5 separate regions of the Sus scrofa genome follow, and all the other regions are linked to region 1. The links are chromatin contacts, called in public Hi-C, HiChIP or PLAC-seq and promoter capture Hi-C maps. All regions are on one chromosome and are shown on one strand. The core of a region is the stretch at or near the end of the contact, and the rest is flanking DNA. Distances in the headings are between cores, read along the strand shown.

Region 1 (2,815 bases), core at 202-2,701:
TATTTCAACTACAAAATTCTGGAACGTTTGTTCTAGAGTTCCCTTCTACATTTACTGAATTTTTTTTTTCTACCAAAGGAACGCTCCTCAGCTGCAACATTTTTATCCTTGTTACAGACCCACCACAAAATTTACGCTCAGACGTTCAAGTTCCATTAAAATAGCCTGGATGATCACTTAATGAATTGCAAAGTTTGAAACTCTCGTCTTCTGTTCCCCACAACCGCAACGCCCCTAAATTTACAAAACCTAATTACTCAGGTTGGGGTCTTAGACTCATCAGAGAAGAATGCGGCTGATGAGTTATCTATTAATCCAAAATGCCTCAGCTGGAAAGATATTTCACTAAGAAACTTTTCACGTTGAAAGGGAGGGGGCAGGGAACCGAAGGAGTCTTTTAAGGAGAACTTTCCCCGAGTTTCTTCCTTAAACCACACAAACACACCCCACAACTTCCAGCCCCAGACGCAGAACTAAGTGCTGACCCTCCCGGTCTCAATAATCTGAGGTCACCCAGGAGTCAGCTCTCGATTCCGCTTTTAAAATCCGGTGCAAACAAAGCTGGGCATTATACTTACAAAAGGTCTCAGGAAAGTCCTCAAAGTTACGCAATTGTAGGCACACAGACGCGCGTGGACCCACAAAAACACACTCGGTGAGGATACACTCTCCCCGGGCCACAGCCTGGGGCTGCTTCAAGGAGCCAGGACGATTCCCAAACCCTCGACCGCGGCGCCCCCTCCCCGGCGCAGCCCGGCGCCCGGGGACCCGCGCCCCGCCAGCCGCCGGCACTTTGGAAAAGACCCGCGGCTGCCGTCCCAGCCCGTACCCACCACCTCACCGTACCTCTTCCTCCTGAAGGTTGGCCTCGTTCGGGGTGTTCTCCTTCTCGGCTTTGCCGCCGTTGTTCATCTTCCCGGTCCTCCCTCGCCGGGCAGGGTTGGGGCGCGGGGCTGGGCGAGGGCGAGCTCGCCCACTTTTCCCTTCCCCGGGCGCCGCGGGCAGCGGGGGCTGGAGCCGGGGCTGTGGCGGCTTGGCTGGGGCTCCGGCTCGGGGTCCCGCGGCGAGACTGCGGCGGCGGGCGACTCAGGAAGTGCGAGGGAGAGGACGGGGCAGGGCTAGGCGCCGGCGGACAGAGAAGGGGACGGAGACAATCGGGACCCAGGAGGGAGACCTGGAGAGGGCGGGCGGGCGTGAGGGAAGGAAGGAAGAAAGGATGGGGCGAGGACGCGCGTCCCAGGAGTGAGCCCAGAGTTGGGGATGTGGCTGAGTAGAGGCTCGGGGGCAGCCGCCGCCCGAGGTAGCAGCTGCTGGAAGGAGGGGGCGAGGGGTACCCGGAGAGGAGCAGGAGGAGGAGGTGCGGGGTAGCGGGGCGCGGCTGGGACCCGGAGAGCCGCTGAGTGCGCGCTCCTGGCTGGCTCTGGAAAGTACGGGCTCCAAGCAGCTCCCCTTCTCTCGCCTGCCTTCCTCCTCCCCTCTCTCCTCCCTCCCCTCCTCCTCCTCCCTCCGCCCTCCCTGGATGTGGGCTGCAGGCTAGAGCCCGGAGGGACGGGACGCGGGACGGCAAAGCCCCCCGCAGGAGGAGGGGCTGCGCGGAGGGCTGCTGCCAGGCGGCCGGATGGCGCGCGCCGGGCGGAAGCGACCGACCCGAGCCCCCGACTCCGCGGTAGGTCGCTGGGCGAGGGCCGAAGAGGGGAGAGGAGAAAGGTTAGGTCCCCCGTTTGCCCTGCCCCTGGGGGCCCCGGTGGCCCAGCCGGGCGCTGCACTCCCTTGAAGAGGGGCTTCGGGGAGCCCGGCCCTGCCCGCGCGGGGACCGGGGAGTGTGAGTTGTCACTTTTGCTCCTTTACTCTTCACGAGGCATTCGCACCCCTACCCCGCCTTTTCAATACCAGCTTAGACCTGGTTCTACCTCTCCTAGTCGGCAGCTTGAAATGACAGGATGCGAGAAATCGAGTGACATCCGGGGGCAGCCCACTCCAGGCCAGCGTTTTCAGGGCACAGCCTCAGACCCACGTCCGACGCCGGGTCCTCAAAAACCTTTCCAGCCTCCCCGCACCGGCTGGCCCCTGTTCAGACTCCTCTAGAGCCCTTATCTGACTATCCTGGAATTATTTGTTTACCTGGCTGCCTCTCTTACTCTCCTGAAGAGATCCTTCTTGGAAGGCAAGACCCAGCCCTCTTTACCTTTCAAATCCCACGGGTTTGGTTTGGGTTGTTGGGTTTTTTTAATAGGCTACGTGGTGTATAGTACGCACTCAATAAATATTTGTTGGCCGAGGGAAATGTTCCTCACTGCTAGACAAGCTGGAGGACAAGACAAGATATTCAGAGGGTCAGAGCAGCTTAGAGACGAAGGGAGACCCGGCATCTAGGTCAGTGCACAACGCTTGTTTACGCACCAGGCTTGGAAGGAAGAACTGCCTTGGTTTCCGTTTCCTTCTCTGTGAACTAGGAGTTCTATTTATCGCCCAGGAGTTTGCTATTAGAGGAGATTATCGGTTGATAGATAAAACTATAGCACCTGGCACCCATTCTGACCCAGTTAAGTTTACAATACATGGAAACTGGCTTTATGAAGGAAATTTCCATTTTTCCTGAGCCATCCAGAACTTTTCCAATATGGTGTCATTTATGCTTTCCACTCAAGTGACTGCTACAAACACCTAAGTTTAAACCTCCAAACTTCGGTAGGCTCTCTCTCACTTCTCACTCCTAGGAATTCTCTCCCCGCACCGCACCAATCACAATTTCTAATCAGCTTGCTTGCTTCACTGTTTGTCTTGACCCCGCCCCTCCCCCACCCCACATTCTTTA
Region 2 (2,815 bases), core at 88-2,587, 120 kb after region 1:
GAGCCACTATGGAACTCCAAATCCTCACCACAGTTGTGACCTGAGCTGCTGCAGTGATAACACTGGATTCTTAATTCATTGAGCCACCAGGGAACTCCTAGGAACATTGCTAAGAGAGAGTAAATTCTGAGAGTACTCATCACAAACATAAAAATTTTTTCTTTTTCTTTTCTTTTGTTAAAGGTTCACTAGATTTACTGTGGTAATCACTTCATGATGTATGAAAGTCAGATTATGCTATACACCTTAAACATATAGTGCTGTAGGACAATTATATCTCAATAAAACTGGAGGAAAAAAATAAACTTTTAATTTGAAAATAGGTTTACGGGAGTTCCGATTGTGGCTCAATGGGTTACACACCCAACTAGTATCCATGAGGATGCAGGTTTAATCCCTGGCCTCACTCAGTGGGTTAAGGATCTAGCGTTGCCATGAGCTGTGGTATAGTCACAGGTGTGCTCACATCTGGCATTGCTCTGGCTGTGGTGTGGGCTGGTGGCCACAGCTCCAATTCTCCCCTTAGCCTAGGAACCTCCAAATGCCGCAGGTAGGGCCCTAAAAAGAAGAAGAAGAAAAAAAATGAAATGAAAATAGGTTTACATTTACAGGAAAGTTGTAAAGATAAGACAAAGAATTCCCATATATATGGTACCCAGTTCTCTATACTGTTAACATCTTATATCTGTCACCACTAATGACCATTATTATCAACTAGTGTCCATTCGTTAATGGGATTTTTAAAGTTTTTAATCTAATGTCCTTTTTCTGTTCCAGGGTCCCATCCAGGACACCAAATGACATTTAGTGATCATGTCTCCCTAGGCTCCTCTGGACCACAACATTTTCTTAGGCTTTCCTTGTTTTTGATGATCTTGACAGTTTTGAGGAGTTCCTGTTGGATATTTTGGAGAATGTCCCACTATTTATTTGGATTTGTCTGATGTTTTTCCTCAAGATTAGACTTGGGTTATGAATCTTGTGGAAAAAGACTACAAAAGCTACGTGCCCTTCTCATCACATCATATAAGGAGATATATTAATTTTTTTAACGAAACATACAATAAAGTATATTTTAAATAAGGGTTGGGCTAGAAAAATAGCATTTGAGCATGGATGATGAGTAATGATGATTAATATCTTTCTTTACAGTCTTTTATAAAAAGCATAGAATACGTTTTACAACTGGAAAAGGAATTCACAAAGAGAATCCAGAAACGGCAGCAAGGCACTAGGCTGTGGGGACAGAGGGGGGGGAGGAGCCAGGCCTTGGTCTGGTGCGGGAACAGTGTCAGTGTGATGCGGAACACGCCAGGCCTGGCCTCTGGGAGCAGTCAAAAGATTACTAATGGCAGGACAGAAAGTAACAGCAACAAAGGGAGAGGGAGGGTCAGGCTGGGAAGACAGCGCTAATGAGAACACTGAGAAGCATTCCAGGCGAAAGGGTCACCCAAAAATGTAAGCAAGCCTGGAGCTAAGATTAGTTATAGCCAAATAAGTCTCGCAGGATCCAGGGGGTGCAGGCAGCTGGGTGAAAACTTGGGCACCTCCGTGTCTCCGAATCCGGCAACGCGATGCTTTATGTAAATACTGACTTTTTAGGGAAGACAGCGAGGAGCCTCTTTCTTTTTCCACTGCAGGGATTAAGGAAAGTTTATTGATTTTTAAACAGGCTGTTTCTAATCTGGCCTTATTTTAGATCTAATAAGCCTGTTATCATTATTTTGTAACGGGGTACAGAGAAGGGAATGCCATGTCAATCGGTGGCTAAAGTATTTTTAATTGCTTTGGAAGATGGTACATTAAAACTAAGACTGGAGGTCACAAGCGAGTCCCAGGGCACAGGTCCCACAAGCTTATTGTACTAGAAACTGTGTTGTCCCAGCTTACAGTGCAGCGTTAAGATGACTGGGCAGGTGGGCCAGCATCCACACACTGGGGCAAATGACCATTACTTCCAGAGAAGGCAATCTTGCAGGTCTGGCAAACTTCTACTCCTTTCAAGACCCAAATCAAGTGTGTGACATCTAAAATTCAGGCATCACAGTGGCTTTGTCTTGTGCTTGCACTGCAGAATAGGCAGCATTGCTAAGGTTTCATCTTTTCAATGGGCATAAAAATCACCTCCCTTCCTACCTCACAGGTTTTTCTAAGGAACAAGTGAGGCCAGTTTTTATTAACGTGTTTTGGAGTCTGTAAAGTGCCATTCACAAGCTGGGTGATGTTGGAGTTTCCACTGTGGTGCAGTGGGATCAGTGGCCTCTTGGGAGTGCTGGGATGCAGGTTCCATTCCCGGCCCCCACAGTGGGTTAAGGATCCGTGTTGCCTCAGCTCGGATTTAAAACTGATCCCTGTCCAGGAAACTCCATATGCCGCGGAGGCGGGCAGGGGGCGAGGGGTGGGGTGGGGGGAGCAGAGGGAATGCATGTTCTGGATGATGTTATTATGAAAACATCTGCAAGTTACCAGTATGTGCCATCTGCTGGCTACTGTGCCTCATTACCAAGACACGTTTGGGAGGAAAAGAGGTCCACCACATGGATGGTTGATAATCTAACTTACGTGAATTCAGCAGGATGTGTGGCTGGCACCCCATATTGCTGACTGTTTCTCTGCATACTGCTCAGAGCTGAGACCACTGACCACGGACGCTCTCCCCCAGTGCAGGTTCCTGAATCAGCGCTCAGGCAGCGAGGAATTAGTTTAAGCACCCCCTATTCCTGTGGGTTTAGGGACCCTGGGCTCCCAGCTGATCCCCAGGCTGGCATTTCGGTCCCAGCTGTGCTTGGTGGCTAATCACATGGGCTGGGGTGAG
Region 3 (2,815 bases), core at 154-2,653, 110 kb before region 1:
GGAAGGAAGAAGACACATTTCTGAAAGGTACTCAGTCCAAGCCCATGCCCATAAGGGGCCCTAAAGCCTGTTTGTTTCTTTCTTTTCTCTTTCTCTTTTTCTTTTTTATCTTGGAGAAAAAGAGCAATTTCCACAAGAAATGAATAAGACTCTCTTACTCTGTAGACCTAGATGAACAACTCAGCTCCAAAGATGGGAGGAAGAGCCTGTGACTTGATGCTAATGGCAAGAGAAGTAAGGGATGGGGGGAGAGGGAGGAGAGGCCCCTCAGTGGGCACGAGAGCCATGGGACCCACAGATGTTCTGATGTGGGTGGAATTTCTTTGTGAACCAGATCTCTCCACTTTCTAAGAACAAACCAATTGAAGGCAGCAAAACAGGTGAGGTTGGACAAGAAGAAGAACCCTCTGTGCAGGCCTAACCAATGACAAAAAACTGAAAAGAGGGTGCCAGCTGTATGACATCTAAGAAGAAATTCTTTCTTTTTTTCCCCTGCTTTTCAGCATGACACCCACAAGATATAGAAGTTCCCAGGCTAGGGGTCAAATTGAAGCTGCAGCTGCTGGCCTACACCACAGCCACAGCAATGCAGGATCCAAGCCATGTCTGTGACCTACACATCAACTCATGGCAACACCGGATCCTTAATCCACTGAGTTAGGCAAGGGTTCAAACCCGAGTCCTCATGGATAATAGCTAGATTCATTTCTGCTGCTCCACAAGAGGCAGTCCAGAAATTCTTTAACTGGTCTGTTTTTTTGTTTTTTGCTTTTTAAACTTTTTTAGAGTCTAGTTGATTCATAATGTTGTGCCAATTTCTGCTGTAGAGCAAAGTGACCAAGTCATCCATACATATACATTCCCTTTGTTATATTATCTTCCATCATGGTCTCTCCCTAGAGCCAGTTTTCTTTTAATTTGGGAAACCTCAGTCTCATCTCGCTGAAAATGTGTATCAGGGGACAAGAGCGAGCAGCCTACTGAGGCAATGTTTGCATCCATCCACTTCCACTAAGAGCCTTTCACTCTATCAAAGCTAATATCACAACACAGTACATATTTCCAAATATGGATCTGAAGAGCTGTCGTCTTTGTTGGGAGACAAGTGAACTCCCCGGGCGTCATTTAAAGGTACCCTGTGGAGGGACATGCCTATTTCTGTCACATCCAACTACACAGCAATGACCTGCGATGGATTTCGGGGTGTCCTCCCTGGCACTTAATGCCATCATCCTTCCTGGGACTTCCCAACCCTGAGCTCACATCAACGTTAGCGCCATGGGTAACGGTGGACCTCTGGAGTTTCTAATCAGAGCAGGAGGCTGCACATCTGAATTCCATGCCTCAGCTCTTTCACTGACTCGCCAGGGTTGACCCAGGCTCCACGCCACGTGCTTGCAGCTTACACAACCTGGCCTCATGACTCAGGTCCTAAAACATGCTTAACTGAGTCGCTCCCACTACCCAGTACCCCTCCTCCCCGTTTGAGCTAAAATAACATCATCATCGTGTTCCAAATCAAAGTTCCAGCTCCTTATTAAAAAAAAAAAAAAAAAGAGTTAAAATGACCTAATTTGTTTGGCAGCTTATTCAGAGGCTGGAGGCTTAGAATACAAGGCACATTCCTCTAACATCTTTAGCAGCAACACCATATTTGGTAATCAATATCCTGCTCAGCTTGGTTTCTATCCAGAGGGATTAGCCAAGCCAAAAACATTTTCAATGTTGAAGGATGATGAAGAGGAGGCAGAGGGGGGCAGGGGTAGGGAAAACATGGAAGTAAAGAGGAAGAAAAGTGAGGAGAAAGATGAAAAAGGGAAAGACAGATAAGGAGGAGACATGAAAAAACAAACCTCCTCCCCCAACTCTTGTGCTTTTAATTAAAGTCTAACAAGATTATTAAACGCTGTCAGGCTAAGATTACTACCGTGTCAGAGGGGGAATCTGTACCTTTCAAAATCAACTTTTTCCTTGCTTGCCTACAAACCCACCAAAACCGTTCTTATGAATGACGAACTGCAACTTTTCCAACTGGAAATGGTTTTATTTCCTTCCTTTAAATGTTTTATTAACTGAAGTGAAGGTGATTTACAATGTCGTGTTAGGTTCAGGTGGACAGCAGGTTACTTCCTTGGTGTCCAGAAAGGAGTTTCTGGTTGTTGGTTTGAGAACAGTAAGTTATTCAGAAGCAGACCAATCTGACTGGCTATAGGAATAGATGGCCTCAAACTCTGTGACCAAACCAACAGAAGTTCACTGTGATCTGCAAAGGCCAACCTCCCTACCTAGGGTGAATACTAGGAGACAGAAAGCCTTGAGTCTACTACACTTAAAAAGCACACCAGGGCAGATCCATATATTGATGTGTTTTGGACTGAATGTTCGTGTTTTCCCCAAATCCACACATTGAAGCCCTAACCCCAGACATAATGCTATTTGGAGGTGGGCCCCCTAGGAAGGGATTAGTGCCCCTGAGAGAAGAGGAAGAGGCAGTAGGGATCTCTGTCCTCAGGGCACAAGTCAAGCCCAGGCCACAAGAGAACACAGTCAGAGGGTGGTGGTCTCCAAGCCAGAAAGAAGGTCTGCTGGAAACTTCACCTTGGACTTACTGGCCCCCAGAACCAAGAGAATTAATGTTTAAGACAACTTAGGAGTTCCGGTGTGGCACAGCAGAAACAAATACAACTAGGAACCATGAGGTTGTGGGTTCAATCCCTGGCCTTGCTTAGTGGGTTAAGGATCCAATGTTGCTGTGAGCTGTGGTGTAGGTCACAGATGTGGCTTGGATCTGGCATTGCTGTGGCTGTGGTGTAGG
Region 4 (2,815 bases), core at 145-2,644, 100 kb after region 1:
GTACCTTCATACTGTTTTCCATAGTGGGTATACCAATTTACATTCCCACCAACAGTGGAGGAGGGTACCTTTTTCTCCACACCCTCTCCCAGCATTTGTTATTTGTTGACTTGTTAATGATGGCCACTCTGACTGGGGTGGGGTCGTACATCATTGTAGTTTTGATTTGCATTTCTCTAATAATCAGTGATATTGATCCTTTTTTCATATGCCTATTGCCCATCTGTATGTCCTCTTTTGAGAAATGTCTGCTTAGGTCTTCTGCCCATTTTTCAATTGGGTTGTTTGTTTTTTTGTTGTTTGGATGGCAGATTTGAAGCCCGGGCATCTAGTCCTGGTGTTGCCTCCAGGGTGCCCTTCATGAAGTCCTGGTTTGCTCTTGCCTTATCTCGGGCTGGTGCTACCTGCCTCACTTACTCAGTTGAGTTGAAGCCTCTGGAGGCCCCATCTCAACTGTGCTGTATGTCAGCGCTCAGTATGAAGAGCTACGGCTCTGCTCCCATGGGCCTCTGGACTCTCAAGGGAAAGTCTACCAAATAGACATTTCTTGACGTCAAGGCAGATCCAGAACTAACCTGAAATCTGTGCCAGCCTCCTGGAATTCTATCCCAGCCTCCCAGAATTTGCTACTATTCAGCCCCCCGCCTTTAGCAGCTGCTTGTCTACCTGTCCAGAGTCTCCCAGGGAGAAAATCCTCATGGGCTGCAGACACTTCTAGGAGAAGTTCAGGAAAATTTGGAACTAGGAGTGGCTCCTGCCACCACAGCTGGACCAGGTGATCAGGAGACAGTGGGCAGTTCTCACTGGCTTTAACTAAGATGACTGGGGAAACTAAGGAAGCAGCACCATACATTTGTGAATGCACATGCTCAGCATGAACTTGAGAAATGCCTCCAAACACAGTTCCCATATCTTTGTATAGCATATGGACGTTAAGTTACTCCTTTAAATCCTAGGGTCCTTTTCAGAAGTAGTTGATGTGAACCTGCATTTCCTGTCTGTTGTAGGTTTGTTTTTCTTTTTGCAGAAAACTCTATCAACACCACTTAAATATAACCATGTGAAAATGGCTGGGGTGCTACATTCAGTGAGTGGATTTCCCCCCAATTTTTCAGTTTTTTTTTAAATTTAATTTTCGCTTAACTCCTGTCCTTACTGAGCCTGGTATCTTATCACCAGAGTCCAAACCCTTTATGGTTCAGTATCTCTAGTGAGGAAGTCTCCCAACTCTTCCATTTTTAAGCAAATTTTCTTTCTTTTTTAGGGGGAGGGATCTTTTTAGGGCTGCACTGGAACATATGGAAATTCCCAGGCTAGGGGCTGAATCAGAACTGTAGCTGCCAGCCTACACCTTAGCCACAGCCACGCCAAATCCAAGCCTGTCTGTGACCTACACTGCAGCTCACGGCAATACCAGATCCTTAACCCACTGAGCGGGGCCAGGGATGGAACCCACATCCCCATGGATACTAGCTGGGTTTGTTATCAATGAGCCATGACAGGAACTCCCTTAAGCAAATTTTCTTGGGATGATTTACTCCCAATTAGAGAAGAACATTTACATTGTTGAAATCAATGCTCCCTTTCAAGGAGTAAAACAAGCAAGAGGAGAGAAGCTGTGCTATGGAGTAGGACCCCTCCCTGTGGACTTTCAAAACTGTTGATAAAAGGCTATGGGAAAAAGAATCAACAAAACAAAATGAAACGAACATGCAGAATAGGCTGAAGTGAATGAGAAATTCCCTAAATGAAAAATTTGAGAAAGATATTCAAAAGCACAAATCTATTTTAAGATTAGATTTTAAGTTCTTGAATTTTGGCCTATTTGTTTAATCAAAAACATCTGTTTCTATGAACTCCTGATTGTTCCTCAGATAATACACAATTCATTGTTCATCTCCTTAATGCTTCACTCCCTCATTATTCATGGCTTCTCCTTGGAGTCCCTGGAAAAGTATGAAGGATTCCATTTTGGCCTCCCTGACCTCTGCTTGCCCATTCATTCATTCATTCAACAAACATTTGTTGAGAGTCTGCTGTACATCAGACAACATACAAGGCAGTGTGGACCCAGACCAGGAAGAATTCATAATAAATAGTGAGCAACAAATAGTATACAGGAAAGAGCTATGGCAGAGAGTTACGTATGAAATATTAAGTGACCACAGCTGAGGAACCATAAAACTTTCATTGAGAGCATAAGATGGTTTGGCCATCGAGGTCACAATCAGACTATTTTAATATTTCCTCCACCCATATTATCTGACTCGTTCATCTTCTCCATTACATGCAAACAAAAATAAAGCTCACTCTGCTTCCCACCAAAAAAAAACCTATGGATTGGGCTTTTCTCATCACCTGCATTGTTTCTTGTATCCTAGGTGCTCCCAGGAGGAGCCTGTGGTAGAGTGGAAGGTCACAGACTTTAGAACCAAAAATTTGAATTTCCCACCACTTAATTGCTATGGACCTTAGGCAAGTGTAAGTTACTTGACCTCTCTGGGCCTTAGGTTCCTCATTTGCAAAAAGAAATGGCAGGAAAAACTCAGTGGCGGGCTTCTGTCAGGATGGCAACACCGTATATAAAATTACAGACTGTTACACTGACGGCTCCCAGTGATTCAGGCCCACTGGTATTCATGGCATTTATGCCCTTGGGTAGTCTCCTCCCTCACTGACTCTGGGCTTATGATTTGCTTGGCTAATGGGACCTAACTATGACACAGCAGAGGCTGGATAAGTGTTTGTACACAGGGGCATTCTTAGGCTCTCAGAATCCAGGTGTCATGTAAAAAGAGAGGTCCCAATTTCCCAG
Region 5 (2,815 bases), core at 227-2,726, 96 kb before region 1:
AAATCTGGAGAGGAGTTCCTGTGGCATAACCAGATCGGCAGCATCTTGGGAGTGATGCGCTGTACGCAGGTTTGACCCCTGGCCCAGCACATTGGGTTAGGGATCTGGTATTGCTGCTCCTGTGACTTAGGTCGCAACTGCGGCTCGGATCTGATCCCTGGCCTGGGAATTCCAAATTCCTCGGGTGGCCAAAAATGAAGGGGAAAAAAAATTTGGAGAATTTTTGTTTCTAAACCAGATTTCCATAGAACACAATGTACCTTTCTCTTGCTTTGAAAATTTCAGTGATAGAAAAGCATATATACCCACATCTAGCCTCAAATGTCTCCAGAGGCTTATCCTCGATTTCAAGCCGATATAATTCCTCCTCTGATAATATTTTAGAACAAGCTCAGGTCTGTGAGTGTTGTAATAGAATCAGCTGAGCCACTAGTGAACCTGGGCCTGGAATAAAAGACTTTTTACATTTCCTAGCGACGAGGCCACTTTGCAAAATACAGTTTCTCTTTGGCTTCATTTTGATTCATGTGCAAAAACTGTAGAACTCAAATTCAAACCCTCTCAACTAGGCCAGACTCTCTCAGTGACACAACAGATCTATCCCAACAACAAAATGAAAACTTCATTTCCTAAGTTGTGTCTGACACAACTTAGAATAGATTTACAAGGAGATCCTGCTGAATAGCATTGAGAACTATGTCTAGATACTCATGTTGCAACAGAAGAAAGGGTGGGGGAAAAACTGTAATTGTAATGTATACATGTAAGGATAACCTGACCCCCTTTGCTGTACAGTGGGAAAATTAAAAAAAAAAAAAAAAAAAAAGAATACAGTTTAGAAAAACTGAAAAAAAAAAAAAGTAAACTTCATTTCCACTCCACTCCCCCGCCCAATCCAGAAAGGCTAGAAAAACAAATAGAAGATAATCTTGGTGGCTCCTAGGCCACCCACTGGTAAAGCAAGAAAGGTTCTCCAGAAGCACCATCAGTTACAGTGACAATTACAAAGGAGATGCTTACTCGAAAGTCACAACCAAAGAAAGGCTTAAAATGTGGCAATTGTGTGGGCTTGGACATCTGGCCACATGTGTTCATATCTACCTCCACTACTGATCTTAGGTGTGTTGTTTAACCTTTTTCTGTGCCTCAGTTTCCTTATCTAGGAACTGGGAATAATAACAGTCCATACCTCCTGGGGTAGATTGTAGGAAAAAAAATGAGTTCTTCTTGTCAATGTCTAGATTAACGTCCGACCTATGAGATACTCCTGGGGCCCAGCTGAAGAGCTGTTCCTTCTACTGCGGACTGGTGTTCCAAAGGAAAAGAAACGCCTTTCTGGAAGGGTGCTTCTACCACTTGTAATAGAGAAGGATGAGATGGCACACTTGACTCTGGGATTCCCCTCCCCAACCCCCACCAGCAGCAGGATACCGGAGCTGCCACTTGAGGAGCTGTGCAGGTTTACAGAATTCTTTTATTCTGCCTGGTTTCACTTCCCCCACAGGGAATGGAAGGGTGTCCGGCTTTTCTTGACCATTCCTTTCGCTTCTTACAGTCTGAGTAGCTCTCGGGAGACTGGCTGGTAACCCCAGAGACTGGACCCACTACGGTGGAGACCTGGGTAAAAGTACTCTGGAGATTATCTAGGTCTCCATTTGACTTGACCAGCCACCCCCGCAGTTCATTTCTTGTCCGCTAAAGCAGGCTTTTTGTTAGACGGCCACCCCCTGTGTACACAACCATGCCTAGGAGAATCTGTTTTGTATAGGACGACTATAAAGTCATGGCAGGGCCTTTGAAGAAGCTATAAACTCCATCTTTAACATGTCAACAGAATCAGAGTCCAACAGAGTTTATTTTCCACCAGGTTGAGAGGGCATGATTGTTTGAACTTCTGCCACTAGGTTCTCCAACTATCTTGAAAAGGATGATTGAGAGACCCAGACCCCGACAACGTCAGGGAGGGGACGTCTCCACTTCAAGCGCAGTCAGTGACCCGTTAGAGCAATATTTTAGAGTGACACGTCGAAACAGATAATATGAACACGGAAAGAAACATAGGCCAAAGTGCAGACGGCATTCTTTCATCCAGGAATCCCGACGTTAACATTTTTACTCTGAAGGAAAACAGGGAGGTCAAGGGCTCTGGCTGAACAAAGGCATCTCTCGGAATCCTTAACACACAAATGCCAAGCGTAGCTTCTGCTGCCAGCTGCCCCTTTTATTCTACAGTCCTCCGCCTCCCCCCTCCTCTCTCCTTGCAGGGACAGTGACTATAACCATAAGCATCCCCTCCGTCCCCTGGGGAAAGGTAATGGCAGAATGACAGCCTTTTATTCCTGCTAGCTGCTGAATGAAGGCATGCGAACGGCACTCACAGGGAAAGCTTAAAAGAAAGCAGATCAGGAGGCAAGGGTTTTCATTTATTGGTTTTTTTTTTTTTTTTCTTTTTTCTTTTTAGGGCTGAACCTGCGGCATGTGGAGGTTCCCAGGCTAGAGGTCAAATTGGAACTACAGCTGGCGCCCTACACCACAGCAACACCAGATCCGAGCCGCACCCGTGACCTACACCACAGCTCACAGCAATGCCGGATCTTAACCCACTGAGTGAGGCTAGGGATGGAACCCCAACCTCATGGTTCCTAGTCAGATTCGTTTCTGCTGTGCCACGACAGGAACTCCTTTCTTTTTCTTTCTTTTATTTATGTTTTTGACTCTCAGAAGATTTTTTTTTTTTTTTTCTTTTTAGCTATTTCTTGGGCCGCTCCTGCGGGACATAGAGGTTCCCAGGCTAGGGGTCGAATCAGAGCTGGAG

The links. Promoter capture Hi-C pulls out the DNA fragments that hold promoters and counts their contacts. A called contact is a pair of places that touch in the nucleus more often than the background predicts. HiChIP or PLAC-seq counts read pairs in DNA pulled down with a chosen protein or histone mark.
Region 2: a Hi-C map of fetal liver shows a contact between it and region 1, with 2.8 times the contacts expected there. The contact joins the enhancer-like site here to the promoter of RBPMS in region 1. A contact is called at or near these places in 1 of 5 promoter capture datasets (liver), 28 of 47 Hi-C or Micro-C datasets (adipose tissue, alveolar macrophages, blood and 17 more) and 1 of 2 datasets of contacts at active chromatin or transcription factors (skeletal muscle).
Region 3: an H3K27ac HiChIP or PLAC-seq map of skeletal muscle shows a contact between it and region 1, with 7 times the contacts expected there. The contact joins the enhancer-like site here to the promoter of RBPMS in region 1. A contact is called at or near these places in 6 of 47 Hi-C or Micro-C datasets (embryonic fibroblasts, liver, omental adipose tissue and 2 more) and 1 of 2 datasets of contacts at active chromatin or transcription factors (skeletal muscle).
Region 4: a Hi-C map of retroperitoneal adipose tissue shows a contact between it and region 1, with 1.9 times the contacts expected there. The contact joins the enhancer-like site here to the promoter of RBPMS in region 1. A contact is called at or near these places in 1 of 5 promoter capture datasets (liver), 21 of 47 Hi-C or Micro-C datasets (adipose tissue, blood, embryonic fibroblasts and 10 more) and 1 of 2 datasets of contacts at active chromatin or transcription factors (skeletal muscle).
Region 5: a contact with region 1 is called in a promoter capture Hi-C map of liver, with 3 times the contacts expected there. The contact joins the enhancer-like site here to the promoter of RBPMS in region 1. A contact is called at or near these places in 1 of 5 promoter capture datasets (liver), 5 of 47 Hi-C or Micro-C datasets (alveolar macrophages, liver, mesenteric adipose tissue and 1 more) and 1 of 2 datasets of contacts at active chromatin or transcription factors (skeletal muscle).

The regions. Positions count from the first base shown.
Region 1 is chr15:54,723,962-54,726,776 of Sscrofa11.1, forward strand. RBPMS (RNA-binding protein with multiple splicing) reads right to left here and starts at 1,452. Exons shown (of 9, transcript XM_021074872.1): 1 at 847-1,452. The coding sequence starts at 912.
Region 2 is chr15:54,845,849-54,848,663 of Sscrofa11.1, forward strand. No RefSeq gene overlaps it. Among named protein-coding and RNA genes, the nearest start is that of DCTN6, 49 kb to the right of the region's middle. Within about 2 kb of position 1,338, at least 28 of the 83 cell types and tissues checked have an H3K27ac peak or open chromatin away from gene starts, as enhancers often do. A contact at or near this core is called in adipose tissue, epiblast stem cells, fetal liver and 1 more, where this site is marked.
Region 3 is chr15:54,611,293-54,614,107 of Sscrofa11.1, forward strand. The region is part of intron 4 of RBPMS (RNA-binding protein with multiple splicing); the gene reads right to left. Among named protein-coding and RNA genes, the nearest start is that of RBPMS, 110 kb to the right of the region's middle. Within about 2 kb of position 1,404, at least 39 of the 83 cell types and tissues checked have an H3K27ac peak or open chromatin away from gene starts, as enhancers often do. A contact at or near this core is called in embryonic fibroblasts, liver, omental adipose tissue and 2 more, where this site is marked.
Region 4 is chr15:54,825,222-54,828,036 of Sscrofa11.1, forward strand. No RefSeq gene overlaps it. Among named protein-coding and RNA genes, the nearest start is that of DCTN6, 69 kb to the right of the region's middle. Within about 2 kb of position 1,395, at least 14 of the 83 cell types and tissues checked have an H3K27ac peak or open chromatin away from gene starts, as enhancers often do. A contact at or near this core is called in embryonic fibroblasts and retroperitoneal adipose tissue, where this site is marked.
Region 5 is chr15:54,627,980-54,630,794 of Sscrofa11.1, forward strand. The region is part of intron 4 of RBPMS (RNA-binding protein with multiple splicing); the gene reads right to left. Among named protein-coding and RNA genes, the nearest start is that of RBPMS, 96 kb to the right of the region's middle. Within about 2 kb of position 1,477, at least 12 of the 83 cell types and tissues checked have an H3K27ac peak or open chromatin away from gene starts, as enhancers often do. A contact at or near this core is called in liver, where this site is marked.